2 separate regions of the Sus scrofa genome follow, and region 1 is linked to region 2. The links are chromatin contacts, called in public Hi-C maps. All regions are on one chromosome and are shown on one strand. The core of a region is the stretch at or near the end of the contact, and the rest is flanking DNA. Distances in the headings are between cores, read along the strand shown. Region 1 holds the start of HELZ (probable helicase with zinc finger domain). Region 2 holds the start of NOL11 (nucleolar protein 11).

What was found. Hi-C and Micro-C count contacts between places; a contact is called where the count stands out from the background.
Region 1: a Hi-C map of liver shows a contact between it and region 2, with 10 times the contacts expected there. The contact joins the promoter of HELZ here to the promoter of NOL11 in region 2. A contact is called at or near these places in 1 of 5 promoter capture datasets (liver) and 2 of 47 Hi-C or Micro-C datasets (epiblast stem cells and liver).

What each region holds. Positions count from the first base shown.
Region 1 is chr12:13,651,453-13,658,379 of Sscrofa11.1, forward strand. HELZ (probable helicase with zinc finger domain) reads right to left here and starts at 3,527. Exons shown (of 34, transcript XM_021066750.1): 1 at 3,431-3,527; 2 at 2,054-2,109. It overlaps LOC102161720 (a long non-coding RNA gene), which reads left to right and starts at 3,641. Exons shown (of 2, transcript XR_001299812.2): 1 at 3,641-4,320.
Region 2 is chr12:14,033,519-14,040,071 of Sscrofa11.1, forward strand. NOL11 (nucleolar protein 11) reads left to right here and starts at 2,131. Exons shown (of 18, transcript XM_003131277.5): 1 at 2,131-2,319; 2 at 5,053-5,166; 3 at 5,277-5,333. The coding sequence starts at 2,179.

The sequences.
Region 1 (6,927 bases), core at 2,277-4,776, 380 kb before region 2:
AGTCGGATTCGTTAACCACTGCGCCACGACGGGAACTCCTGCTGTATATTTTTAAACTACACAAAGCCCTTTGCAAGGAGGAATGATTTCTCCTGTTATTTTGGCATCACTCCCCTCACCGGTTAAACACTGTACTGTCCATAAATGCATACAGACTTTAAAACAATGTGGATTGAGTATTTATGGTATTAGAAATGAAACTTCTTACTAACAATTGCAAAAATCTAGTGTACCAGCTGATAGAGAGGTACTTACTGACTCCCAAAAACTACAGCCTTACCTAAAAATAGTGTCCCAGCTTCCCAGCCAAAAGGACAGACTAAAAAAGCTATGTCTTTATTCAGCTCAAAGACACAGACTCCTACTTCACCACAACCTTCCATACTATGGTATTTCCCATTTTAGAATGCTTTGTGTAACAACCTGTTTGGTGGCCAACCACCAACTTCACTTTGAAGTGAATACTAACACTCACTTGGTCTACACGTGCGAAAATTATGGAAAATGTCTTGACACAATTCAGGCCAAACAACACTAGCCACACAAGATCATCTATTTCTAAATATTCCCTTTTAGACTATAAAGAAACAGCTCCATAGGCCAAAAAGTAGATCACTAGTTCTTCCTACAAAGTAATATATACACTAAAAAAAAAAAAGATAAAAGGTACAGATTGGAAGGTCTAAGTCATGAATACGCCTCTATCACCTGTAAGCTGAAAATAAATTTTAGTAGTTCCCACTGTGGCACAATGGGGTCCGCGGTGTCTCTGGAGCACTGGGAAGCGGGTTCAATCCCCGCCCCTCACAGTCCATTAAGGATCTGGTGTTGCCCCAGCTGCCTGGCAGGTTGCAGTCAGGGCTCAGACCTGATCCCTGGCCCAGGAACTTCCATATGCCCATATGCCATGGGGCAACAAATAATAATAATAAATAATAAAGCACTAGAGGGTTCAAATAACTAAGTAAATTTTAAAAATCCATATTTGTTCTTCTGACAAGAAAAAAATTAAAATATGTGATACACACAAGCACCGTTGAGTTTCAAACACAGGCAAATGTGGTGTGTGCACTTACAAAAGGATCTTGGTTTGTGTCCCCTTTCCTCTCCCAAGTTTTTTTTTTAAGGCAAAAATATCAATTGTATGCCTCAATCTGGAAAAAATAAAACAAATGTGTGATAGAAATGAAAAGTTTGTAAGTGGATTTCAAAATACAAAGGCTGCCCAGATGTGTTAAATAAAAAAAAAAAAAAAAAGACTTACATTCTCTCAATAAACCATAGTAAAATATTTTCAAAGTTGAGAAAATTGTTTGTGAAAAATGTAAAATTAGCAAAGCTCTCTCCTTCTCCCCAGTAGGGAACACTAACTGTGCACTGACACTATACCAATAACATCCTATAAATTCAAAGCCTTTAAGTAAGATTAAATAAAGCAACACTTTGAATTCACACACTACACGTGACCAGAAAATAATGACAAACCAGTCTTATCCCTAATTGGCTAACCAAAACACAACACTACCATTTTTATTTCAAAATAATTATGAGAGAGACAAGTACTATTCCATTTTACAGAAAATAGAAGCAAGATGTGCATAAGGTAATTCTTTCCAGTGGAAAGGGTGTACTTTACAGGAGTTCTATAAACTTCGAACAGACAACATCCACATACACAATCACTAACACTCAATGCAGAGTAAGCGATGGACACCAAAACAAAGATAAAATTAAGACATTCAATTAAAGTTACAAAAGGAAATTTAAATAGGCAAACTATAATTACCCCTGGTGAAGATACAGATCAAGGATGGCTGCGAATAACATCTGACTCTGGATAAGCCCCACTATGGTTGAGAATGTTGAAGTCACTGAAGTTTGATACACTTGACACAGTTTGCCTTCCTAAACCTACTCCTGCCTCTACACCCTCTAAGTCAGTGATTTGGAACTAAAGATGGCCCCATCACATTACGGAGTCTCGGTCTCACCCTTAGGACTTGATTAAAATAAAGAAGAAAAAAAGGTAAATCATTTTTAACCGCAGTCTCACCTTACACATCTCACCAGCACTGTAGTTCTTTAGTGATCAATTACTTCATCCAATTCCTGAGGCAAATAGAAAAAGTAAAATGTGTCTATACAACACCAGTAACAGACATGCTAGGTAGCAAATATTTTATCAGCTTGAAGTGAAAGAGCACCTAAATTTCAAATGGAAAAAGTTACCAAAACGGTACAGTATGCAGCTTTGTAAGTGAGTCTGTTTGTTTTACTTTAAAATAAAAACATTTCCTCTCTGTGTGATAAAATAGATTATAAAATGCTCTTCAAATCCAAAAACATAAAAAGTCATCTCTAGTCATCTCTTAAACAGCACTGACTGACTTGACTTTCAAAAAAACAAAAGAAGAAATGAAGAAGAAATTCATTAACATGAGTTTAAGAGAGGGTAAAATTAAGAACAAACTAGCCAGGACAACTTATTCATCCCCCACTCCCTCCCCGCCCCCAGCTCTAGGAATCCACTGTTTCTGGATTTATACATATTATATTAATGATTTGCCTGAAAAGTGTAAGTGCTAAGGGAGAAGGATAACGATTTTGAGTTTCAAACAAAACCTGAGGATCTCAACCCAAGAAGAATCCTAAGATGCTGATTTCCAGTCCTAGCTGGAGGATTCTCAACAGGGGAGGGTGTAGCAGACTCCAATAATTTGGGGGGAGAAGAATCAAAGTTCCCTAGATAAAAATGCAGGCCCTTAGCTCTGGAAAAGGGGAGTCTTCAAGGAATCTCCAGGAAAGGAGAGTCTGTTTTTATTTTTGTTGATGTGTTTATGGGCCAATGAGAATTTCCGAGGAGGGGGCGGAGAAAGGGGTGAAGAAAGTGAAGCTGGGGCAAGAGCCCTCCGCGGGGGAGGGGGCGCACTCCTGACCCACTTTTGCCGACGCCCACCCTCCGGCCCCCGCCCCCACCTCGAGTAGAAGTCCGAACCCCGAGGGGGCAATCGAGCGGGGCGTGGGAGGCCCGCACGCTCCCCACCCCCAGCCGCGACCCGGAGGAGGGGAGCGTGCGAGGAGGCTCGACTCCCCCTCCCGAAGTGCCTGGGGCTGGACGAACCTCCCGCAGGCTCGCGGCCCGGGTCTGCGAGGTCCCCTTCACCGCCTGGGTCGAGGGCGCCGCGGCCCCCAGCGGAGGGGAAGGGGACCGAGGAGGGGAAGAAGCTGTAAACAGCCCCAGCGTCCGGGCCTCGCCTCGAAGAGCCCCGCTTCCCAGGCCCCGCCGCGGGCCGCCTGGGCCCCCGGCCCGCCCCGGGGCCGCCCCTCCCGGGAGCCCGGGGACCGTAGGGGTGTCCAGTCCCCTCCCCGGAGGGCTCCGGCAGCTCGCGGAGCGGTCCCAGCGGCAGAGAAGGGGGAAGTCAGGACTTACCTGTCATTACTTTCTACGCCATCTTGGATCCACTTGTCAACGTCCCCACAAAGCATTATGGGTAAGAAAGAGCCTTTAAAGTGACTCCCCCCCTCGGCCCCCGACTCCCGCCTCCCGCCGCCGGCGCCGCCCCTCCAGCCTCACCTCCCGCCCGGAAAGTTGCCCCGGGTGGCGGGCCAGCCCCGACGCCCGCAGCCCGCCCCCCCTCCCCGCTCCCGACCGTTTGCATTTACAATTCACCCCCTTTTTTAAAAACGTGGCTTTAGGTCTTACCGGTTGCTTCTGCCCCTGGCCTCCCTTCCCCCCGCCCCTCGCCTCCACGCCTGTTCCCTTTGCCCCGCCGCCCTCCTGTCCTGGCAGACACCCCACGTCTGCATTTAATCAGCCCGAGGTTTCCCTGCTGCTGCCAGCAAAGAGCTGCTCATTGATTTATTTATGCGCATTTATGCGTCTGTTATTGCTCTAGATCCTTGGTGCCCGGCGGCGGGCTTCTGCTTCCTGCCCCCGGGAAGCCTAGGGTTGCCCTCCGGGCCCCGGAGCCCGGCAGCCCTTGCAGCTCAGCCTGCACTCTGACTGCGGCCTCCGCGAACGGAAAGGTGCCTCTGCCCGGCCAAACCGCTCCGGGGCTGTCGGGCTCCGGGATCTGGGCGGACACTGTGTCCCCGAGTCAACCGGCATCGCAGCGTGTTGGGGAGGGGGAGGGGGATACTAAGCTAAATGCAACTTTTACCGCTGTTTACTCTCCCTTCCGCTGTCTCCTCCCCTGGACCAGTAACGCGATCCATAACCCTCTAGGTGGGGACCCCTCCCCTAGGAATGTGGCTTTGGGCTCTGCCGAATCCACCCTTTTACAGTCCGGACTGCGTGCGAACTGGGACTTCCCGGGGCAGGTAACTTGGGGTGCAGGCTGAGGGCGTTGGCTGGGACGCGGAAGCCACCCCGGCTTGGGAGAGGGTCCCGGAGGGGGGCTGGGGCCGGGAGGAGAGTGCGTCCGCTCCAGTCCACCTGCCGGGTCTTAGCTGGGCGGCGAGCTCAGGCGATGGGGAGAGAGGAGGACTGCGGGCGCCACTCCCGCCCAAGGCTTGTTGGGGGATGCTCAAGAGTTGCCTGTCTGCGACAGGATACATTGGAAGTAGGCGGCGCTGAGACGCCAGCCCGGGGACCCAGGCGAGCGACCCCGTAGCCCTTGCGCGCCGCCTGAGCCTCTGCTGCGGCGGGTTAGCTCATTGCAGGGGAGCTGAGCTCTCTCCCCCATTACTCGTTGCCCGCTTGTGTTTGCGCGGGCGAGCACATCACTGGCCCGCCCCCCTAGCGCCCGGGTCCCCTTGCCCCTGGAGCAGGTTTCTCAGTCCTCGGCGCTTTCACTTCCCATTGCCTTTGATCTCTGCTTTGCAAACTTTGGGGGCCTGCTGTGGTTGCTTCTACCCCCCCCTCCACACACACACCTCCCCAAGCAAATTTCTACCATGAGGTGTCCAAGGGAGAATCCTCCAGGACCTCAGGAATTGCGAAATTGAATTGTGTATAAAATGCTGTTGAAAGGTTCTGAAATTAGAAGAAAGCACGGGCATTAAAACCCCCCTGGGGTGCCTGGAGAGAGTCTGGGGCCTTGGGGTCCACACAGGGGTTTTACCCTCCTCCAGACCCTAGGAGAAGCCTCTCTCGAGGAACCTGGACGATTGCTGACATAAGCCCTGCCCCCGGGGAGCTAAAAATTCCACCAGGCAATTGTCCCGGCCAAATGAGAAGAGTGGGGTGTAGACTCATTAAGGGATTGGCCCGGGGTCAGCGGTGAGGGAGAGAGCGAGGTAATGAGTCACTCAAGGCTGGCCGGGAACGTAGCGTGCCGGGAGGGACCTCCCCTGAGTCACCCGTTTCTCTGAACTCGGAATGAGTTGGGAAACTGGAGCCTGGAGCCAGGTTCTTAGACAATCCAATGAACTGCAGGCCATGGGCTTGGGCTGGGGCGGGTAGCGCTGCTCAGGACCCTTCTGCCTGATGCCCACTGGAAAACAGGCTCCCAAGTCTCTCCTTTGCAGGGTAGCCAGTTGCTGTTTCCAGTCCCTTTTCTGCACCTAGTTAGCCACGCCTGTGCACTGATTTATTGGTTGCTTTGTGTTTACATGGCACCTTTATGTGTGTGGTCTGAGTTTCACATAATTCAACACTAAGTAAGCTGAGGGCAAGGACCGTGTCTCCCCGAGGTACCTTTCTTGGCCTTATATAGGCCTGGACCCAAAGCAGAGCTTGATATATTTGACTGCTTGCCCCATTCACTCATCTAATCCAAGGTGCATCCTGGTCCATCCTTGTCCAAGTCACCACCTATGGCCTGTGCCAGAAAACCTTCCTGAAGTTCCCGCAGTGGCTCAGCAGAAACAAACCCAGCTAGTATCCATGAGGACAGATGCAGGTTCCATCCCTGGCCTCGCTCAGTGGGTTAAGGATCCAGCGTTGCTGTGAGCTGTGATGTGGGGCACAGACGCAGCTCGGATCTGGCCTTGCTGTGGTTGTGGTGTAGGCCAGCGGCTACAGCTCTAATTCAAGCCCTAGCCTGGAAACCTCCCTATGGCCTTATGCTGCGAATGCGGCCCTAAAAAGACAAAAAAAGAAAGAAAATCCTCGCAACTCTTCCCCTAGCACCGCTCTAACCCCCTATAGTCTATTTTCCGTCTGATCAACCCGGGCGAGGTCTGTGAAATGTTAACTCTATCGCGTGACTCCTCTGCTTAACCCCACTGCATGGGACCTCATCACATTTCGAATAAAACCAAATTCCCAACCATAGCCCAGAAGGTCGTGTGTGAGTGGCTCCTGTATCACCACCATCGTCGACACACTGGTCTTCTACCGTCCCCTGCAGCACCAGAAGCTTCCTCCAGCCAGATCCTTGTCCCTCCCTGCCCCCCATCTGATGGTCATCACCTTTTTAGCACACAGGTCTCTGCTCAGATGTCACCTTCTGGAAGAGAATTTTCATGATCCCCATAACCAAAGTGGGTCATTCTCTATTCTTTCACTCTGAGTTAGAAATGTACTTGGAGTTCCCATCGTGGTTCAGTGGCTGAAGAATCCAACTAGGAACCATGAGGTTGCGGTTTGATCCCTGGCCTTGCTCAGTGGGTTAACGATCTGGCGTTGCCGTGAGCTGTGGTGTAGGTCGCAGACGAGGCTCAGATCTTGGCATTGCTGTGGCTCTGGCATAGGCTGGTGGCTGCAGCTCCAATTAGACCCCTAGCCTGGGAACCTCCATATGCCATGGCTGCAGCCCTAGAAAAAGAAAAGACAAAAAAAAAAAAGAAAGAAAGAAATATTCTTGTTTATCTATTTGGGTTGTTTATTTTTTGCACCACCACCCCCTTGCTTGTAAGCTCTGTAAGGACACATCCTACCTGGCTTGTTCGCACAGTGCCTAGACCAGGGCCTGGCGCACATACAAACTTTCAGCCCATCCTTGTTGAATGAATGACCAGACCGTTGTGAGAGTGCGGGGTAGC
Region 2 (6,553 bases), core at 881-3,380:
CCAGACTCCAGCACTTGGAAAGGTTGCTCCATCCCCCTTTTCTGAAACTGAGAAGCTTCTTTCCCCCTTTCTAGGCAGATAACCTTGCTCCCTAAAATTGCTTTTCAACGGCAACTCTAGGTCCTGAGACCCTTCCAGAGATCCTGTGAAGACAAACTATTCAGACGTTACTTTCCGTTTTTGGTGTACTACATGGCACTTTTATAGTATATGTCAGATGATACCACAAGGGACTGAATGCAGAAGCAGATGTGATACTCTGGTTATCTGTTACTAAGCCAGACATTAAAGAGATTTGCAAAAATGTAAAACAATGCCACTCTTCTAACAAAATTATTTTTCAAGTTATTCTTCATAAAGACATTATTTATGTTCACATGTAATGGGTTTATTATTTTAAAATGAATGAATATCTATTTATCAATTTTTCCCTTTTAATTTCTAATACAGTCAGTATCAATCCTTATACACCCCATTGAAAACAAAAGCTTTTTTCAGTCCTCAATACTTTTTAAGAGTAAAGGAATCCTGAAACCACTAAGTTTGAGAACCCCTGTTTTAAAGTCGTCCAGCTGAAAAAGAGGAAAAGCACATATACAATACCATGAATAAGCTTTCACTGTTGGCCCCACAAATATTTATGGGACAGGCATTATGCCAGATACTAGTGATAAATCCTTCAAAGAAATAAACAGAATGAAGGAAATGTATGAGTAACCGGCCATCTATATGAGGACATGTATGAGTAACCATCCAAATGGATGTTCTGATAACACTGGTGCCCCAAATTAGACATTTGATCCAGTCTCAGAGAGTCAGAGAAGACTTCCTGGAGAAGGATGTGTCTAGGCTAGCATCCTAAACATGGACAGTGGGTGCTAAACACGATTCCCCAGACAGGCTGATTGTGCCGGGAGGAAAAGAAAGGTTTCATAGAGGCCAGGATGTCTAGGCTGAATCTCACAGTATTTCTTTTCCAAATAAAGGAGCCACAAATTTAAAGCCAAACGCCTTAGATACTTTGAAAAATAAGATCTCGGAGTTTCCGTAGTGGCGCAGTGGTTAATGAATCCGACTAGGAACCATGAGGTTGCGCGGGTTCGATCCCTGCCCTTGCTCAGTGGGTTAAGTCCGGCGTTGCCGTGAGCTGTGGTGTAGGTTGCAGACATGGCTCGGATCCGAGTTGCTCTGGCTGTGGTGTAGGCCGGTGGCTACAGCTCCGATTAGACCCCTAGCCTGGGAATCTCCATATGCCGCGGAAGCGGCCCTAGAAAAGGCAAAAAAGACAAAAAAAAAGAAAAAGAAGACCTGTTATCCTTATTAAGAATTTACGGTAGCTACGTACTTCTTTCATAATAGCTGCATAGCCTTTCTCCTGTGTTGTAATGCTTGTGGCCTGGTAATCGCCTATTTAGATGTTTCCTCCCTAAGAACATGCACGATTTATCTTTTCTGAGTTTTGACAGTATTGACTGCGTTAGTCACGTTTATCTCAAAAACCTCCCAAGGAAATGGCTTTGCCAAAAATTGCCCAGGGGGACCTTAGACGTCATCCGCTTCCTGGGACAAGTCTGAATTTCCTAAAAGCTGGAGAGATGTCCCCGCCGGTGCTCAGAGAACCGGGAGAGAAAACCTGGGAGGCCCGAAAGGCCGCAGAGACTAGATCTTTGCGGCGGGTTCTGAGAAGCAGGGGGGATTAGGCATTTCAGTTCAGCACGTTAAGAGTTAATCTGAAGAGAGAAATATTTTTCCCTTGGGACATTATTCCAAGAAGCTGTGGAAGGAATTCCTAGAGAGTTCGCTTCAAGTGAAAACATTGAGTTTATTTATATCCCGCCACTTGCCACACCCACCCCTCAGCCTCTCAAATTCGTAGCTGAAAAAGGCTCAGCGGCGATACCACCCAACAGGTAAGGTTTCCCCTGCCACCCACCCTTTCCCCACAGAGCGGTGCATCCGGGACTCGGGACTCTGGCCTGGGAGGCGGAGTCTAGACGCAAGTTCCAGGCCCCGCCCACCCGACGTCGACCGCAGCGCCACTAGCGATCTCTGCCCGCCAGAGGTCGCAGACTCCGCAAGCAGGTTTCTCACTTAGTGCCAGTCGGCCTCCTAGTTCTCGCGAGAGAAAGCGCGAAGCCTGCCGGGAGGGCTGCGCGGCCGTGCGTAAGTTGGGCCAAAATGGCAGCCCTGGAGGAGGGATTCACGTTGACTGCGGTACCCCTGGGTTCTGGGCCTGACGGACCCCTAGGAGTGGAGCAGAGCGACAAAACAGACCAATTTCTAGTGACGGACAGCGGCAGGACGGTCATTCTCTATAAGGTGAGAGCGATAGTCTTGGAACGCCCTCGTTGCCGTTTCGCCCCTTTCTGAGCGCGAAGTCGTAACCACGGGTTTCTCACAGCTTCGGGGACATCGTTCAGCAGACTTAGTGGAGAGGCGGCATGGCCTCTTCGGGACGCTGAGTGAGGTTAGAATCTGACTCGATTGTTTCCCCGAAGAGCAAGGCATATCTCCGAGTTGCAGGCGGCAGAGCATCTTAAGTGCACGTGGGCTAGACTAGGAAAGGAAAGGAAACCTGTGCTTTCAGATAGCCTTGCTAAGATCCCCTCCTGGGGTCTCTGTCTACCCAGGCCTCCCGCAGAAGGGTTGAACAGAGATTGGTTGGGTGGGAGATGTCATTGATGTTAGTTTCGCATTCTGTCCATAACATTTCCTACCACTCGTTAGGCGGGAAAAAAGGTTTTGTAGGTGTCTTCTTTTTCTCTTTCTTTTTTTGTTTTTGTTTTTGTTTTTCGTTTTCTTGGCAGCTTGGTAGGAATTTTAAATCCGAGTGACCGGTCTGTTGACAGCTGTGGTTCACCCTGTGAAATCTGGAGTTGTGTCCCTTGAAATCTACACACCCCGCCCCCTTTTCAGTCTAACGACGGACTACGACACCTTAAACTTTGCTTGTAGTAGGCTTGTAGAAAGTATTTTTATGTGAGCTGCTGAACTTAGTTTAACGGGAGTTTTTGTTTTTGGATTTTTTTGGTTTTGGGGTGGTTTTGTTGGGGGTTCTTTTTGGTTTTGGGGGGTTTTTGGTTTGTTTTTGTTTTTGTCTTTTTAGGACTGTACCTGCGGCACGTGATAAGTTCCCAGGCTAGGTGAGCAGCAGCAGGGGATCTGCGAGACCCACACCACGGCTCCAGGATCCTTACCCCACTGAGTGAGATCAAGGATCAGAACCATTCTTGTTTGTTACCGCTGAGCCACAACGGGAACTCCAGGTTTCTGTATCTTTAAGAAGCTAGCAATCTCAGCAGTCGCTAATCGTCAGGGAAATGCAAACCAAAACTATAATGAGATATCACCACACACCTCTCAGAATGTCCATCATCAAAAAGAACACAAATAGCAAATATTGGTAAGGACGTGGAGGAAAGGGAACTCTCATACACTGTTGGTGGGAATGTAAATTCGTGCAGACACCATGGAAGACAGTATGGAGCTTTCTCAAAAAACTAAAAATAGAACTTCCATTAAGTCCCAGCAGTTTAACTCCTGGGTGCATATTTGAAAAAAAAATAGAAACGTTAATTCGAAAAGATACCGGAGTTCCTGTTGTGGCTCAGTAGTAATGAACCTGACTAGTATCCATGAAGATGCAGGTTCAATCCCTGGTCTGGCTCAGTGGGTGTGGCTCAGTGGATCCAGCGTTGCCATGAGCTGTGGTGTAGGTGGCAGACACGGCTGGATCCCAAATTGCTGTGGCTGTTGCATAGGCCTGCAGCTACAGTTCCAATTTGACTCCTAGCGTGGGAACTTCAATATGCAGCAGGTTTGGCCCTAAAAAGCAAAAAAAAAAAAAAAAAAAAAAATGCATGCACCCAGTGTTTAATAGCAGCATTATTTAAAATCAGTTGCTAAGACATGGAAGCAACAGGCAAGTGGGTAAAAAACAGGTGGGGTGGGGACGAGCGTGCGCTAATATGTGTGTTTGTGTGTGTGTGTATACACACACACACAGTTGGAATACTACCCAGCCATTAAAAAGAATGAAATTTTGCTATTGCAGTGACAGGGATGGACTTCAAGGGCATTGTGCCAAGTGAAATCAGTCAGAGAAAGACACATATTGTATGATGTCACTTATATGTGGAATCTAAAACAGTGCAACAAACTAATGATTATAACAGAAACAAGCAGATTCACAGATAAGGCAAACGAACTAGTGGTTACCAGTGGGGAGAGTGAGGGGGGAGGGTCAGTATGGAGGAAGGGGAAGTAGTAAGAGGTATAAACTACTAGGTATAAAATAAGTTACAAGGATATATTGTACAACATGGGAAATAGAGCCAATATTTTATAATAACAGTAAATGGAGTATATAACCTTTAAAATTGTGAATCACTGTATTGTACACCTGTAACATATAATGTTGTACAGCAGCTATACTTCAGTTTAAAAAAAAAGCAAAAACGCTAGCTGTCTGCTTTGAAGTTTGGGAACAGGTTGCCAACATTTCCATATATGTTTGCTTGTTCTGATTCTTCTGATGACACCATTGGTTTTTACCTGTCAAGTGGGGTTTTTGCAGTTCCTGTGTAGGAATAGAGTGGCTGATGAGAATTGGTATGATTCCACCTGTCCTTTCTTTATTTCCCATGCCCCTGTTCAAAGGCATAACAGAATCAATTTTTTTTTTTTTTTTTTTTTTTTGGTCTTTTTGCTATTTCTTTGGGCCGCTCCCGCAGCATATGGAGGTTCCCAGGCTAGGGGTCGAATCGGAGCTGTAGCCACTGGCCTACACCAGGGCCACAGCAACGCTGGATCCGAGCTGCATCTGCAACCTACACCACAGCTCACGGCAACGCCCAACCCTTAACCCACTCAGCAAGGCCAGATATCGAACCCACAATCTCATGGTTCCTAGTCGGATTCGTTTCTGCTGCGCCACAACAGGAACTCCTGAATGCTATCTTTTTAATGAATTATTCTTTTGTTTCAAATGTAAATTTAATTGCTTTAATGCCTAAAACTGACTTTTTGAATATTGTATGTTAATTTCATTAGGTTTCCGATCAGAAACCTTTGGGGAGCTGGTCAGTGAAACAAGGTCAAATTATAACATGTCCAGCTGTGTGCAACTTTCAAACTGGAGAGTATATTGTTGTACACGATAATAAGGTGAGTTTCAAGAGTTTTATATAACAATGCAAGTGTTGACTTATTAACTGTTTGTTTTGTACGTAAATGGAAATTGGAATGCTTTTTTAATGTGTATGTTTTGATTTAAGGTCTTGAGGATATGGAATAATGAGGATGTAAACCTGGATAAAGTATTTAAAGCTACAGTAAGTCTTTGGATTTTCCAACGTATTTATTTAGTTTATCGGTGAGATGGGATGATTTGCAATGTAGCAGTTATTTATCTTAAATCATCTGCGAACATGACATAAAGGTTATAATCAATTTTTCTTTCTTATTTTTTTAATCTTTTCAGGGCTACACCTGTGGCATATGGAGGTTCCCAGGCTAGGGGATGAATCGGAGCTGTAGCCGCAGAGCTATGCCACAGCCTCAGCAACGCCAGATCTGAGCCGCATCTGCAGCCTACACCACAGCTCACAGCAATGCAGGGTCTTTAACCCACTGAGCAAGGCCAGGGATCAAACCTGCGTCCTCATGAATGCTAGTCAGATTTGTTTCCATTGAGCCACAGTGGGAACTCCTCAATTTTCATTCTAGTTATTGTACAGTTTATCTTGATAAAATTTCTCAATTTATGAGTTTAATATGTTAGAAAATGTTATTTAATATGTTATCATTTGTGGTTGAAGATTTAAATAATTCATGAATGATAAATTTATAGTTATTTCCATGAGTTTCAATGTTTGTGGTGTGTCCCTTGTGAGAATAAATGAACTTCACTGTTCCCTTTATTAAAATAGAATAAGAGTTCTCTTGTGGCACAGTGGGTTAAGGATCCAGCATTGTCACTGCAGTGGCTCGGGTTGCTGCTGTGATGCAGGTTTACTTCCTGGCCTGGGAGCTTTCACATGCCATGGGTGCAGCCAAAAAAAAACAAACAAAAAAAGGTAGACTAGATCCTGCAAGTTTCATGCATTATGCATTTTAAGAGTGGCACATAATGTAGTTAAAAAAAAAAAAACCATGACTAACTGTGCCTTTTATGCTAACGACCTAAAGTATGTTAATTAACTTTGTCTTATGAAGGTCTCAAACAAGGTTAATATTGAAAGTTCCTTCTGGTTCTAAATGTCTAATTGGCACATTTTAGAAGTGGTTCACAATAGAGCTGATTCAAATATAATGGCAGTTGTCACCTGGACCCTTGAAACAGACAGCTACCTGTGCTGTCTTTTGGCTCCAGTCGTTTCCTTTACCCTGCAGTAACACGATCCTGAATTTTACACAGTGGGTTGGTTGTTTTTTTTTTTTTTTAATCCTACATATGGTATTAGTTTCTTTTCTTGGGCTTGCAGGCTATAGTTATATATATATATATGGCATGTATTTATATATGGCATCTGTCTTTATCTAACACCAGAAC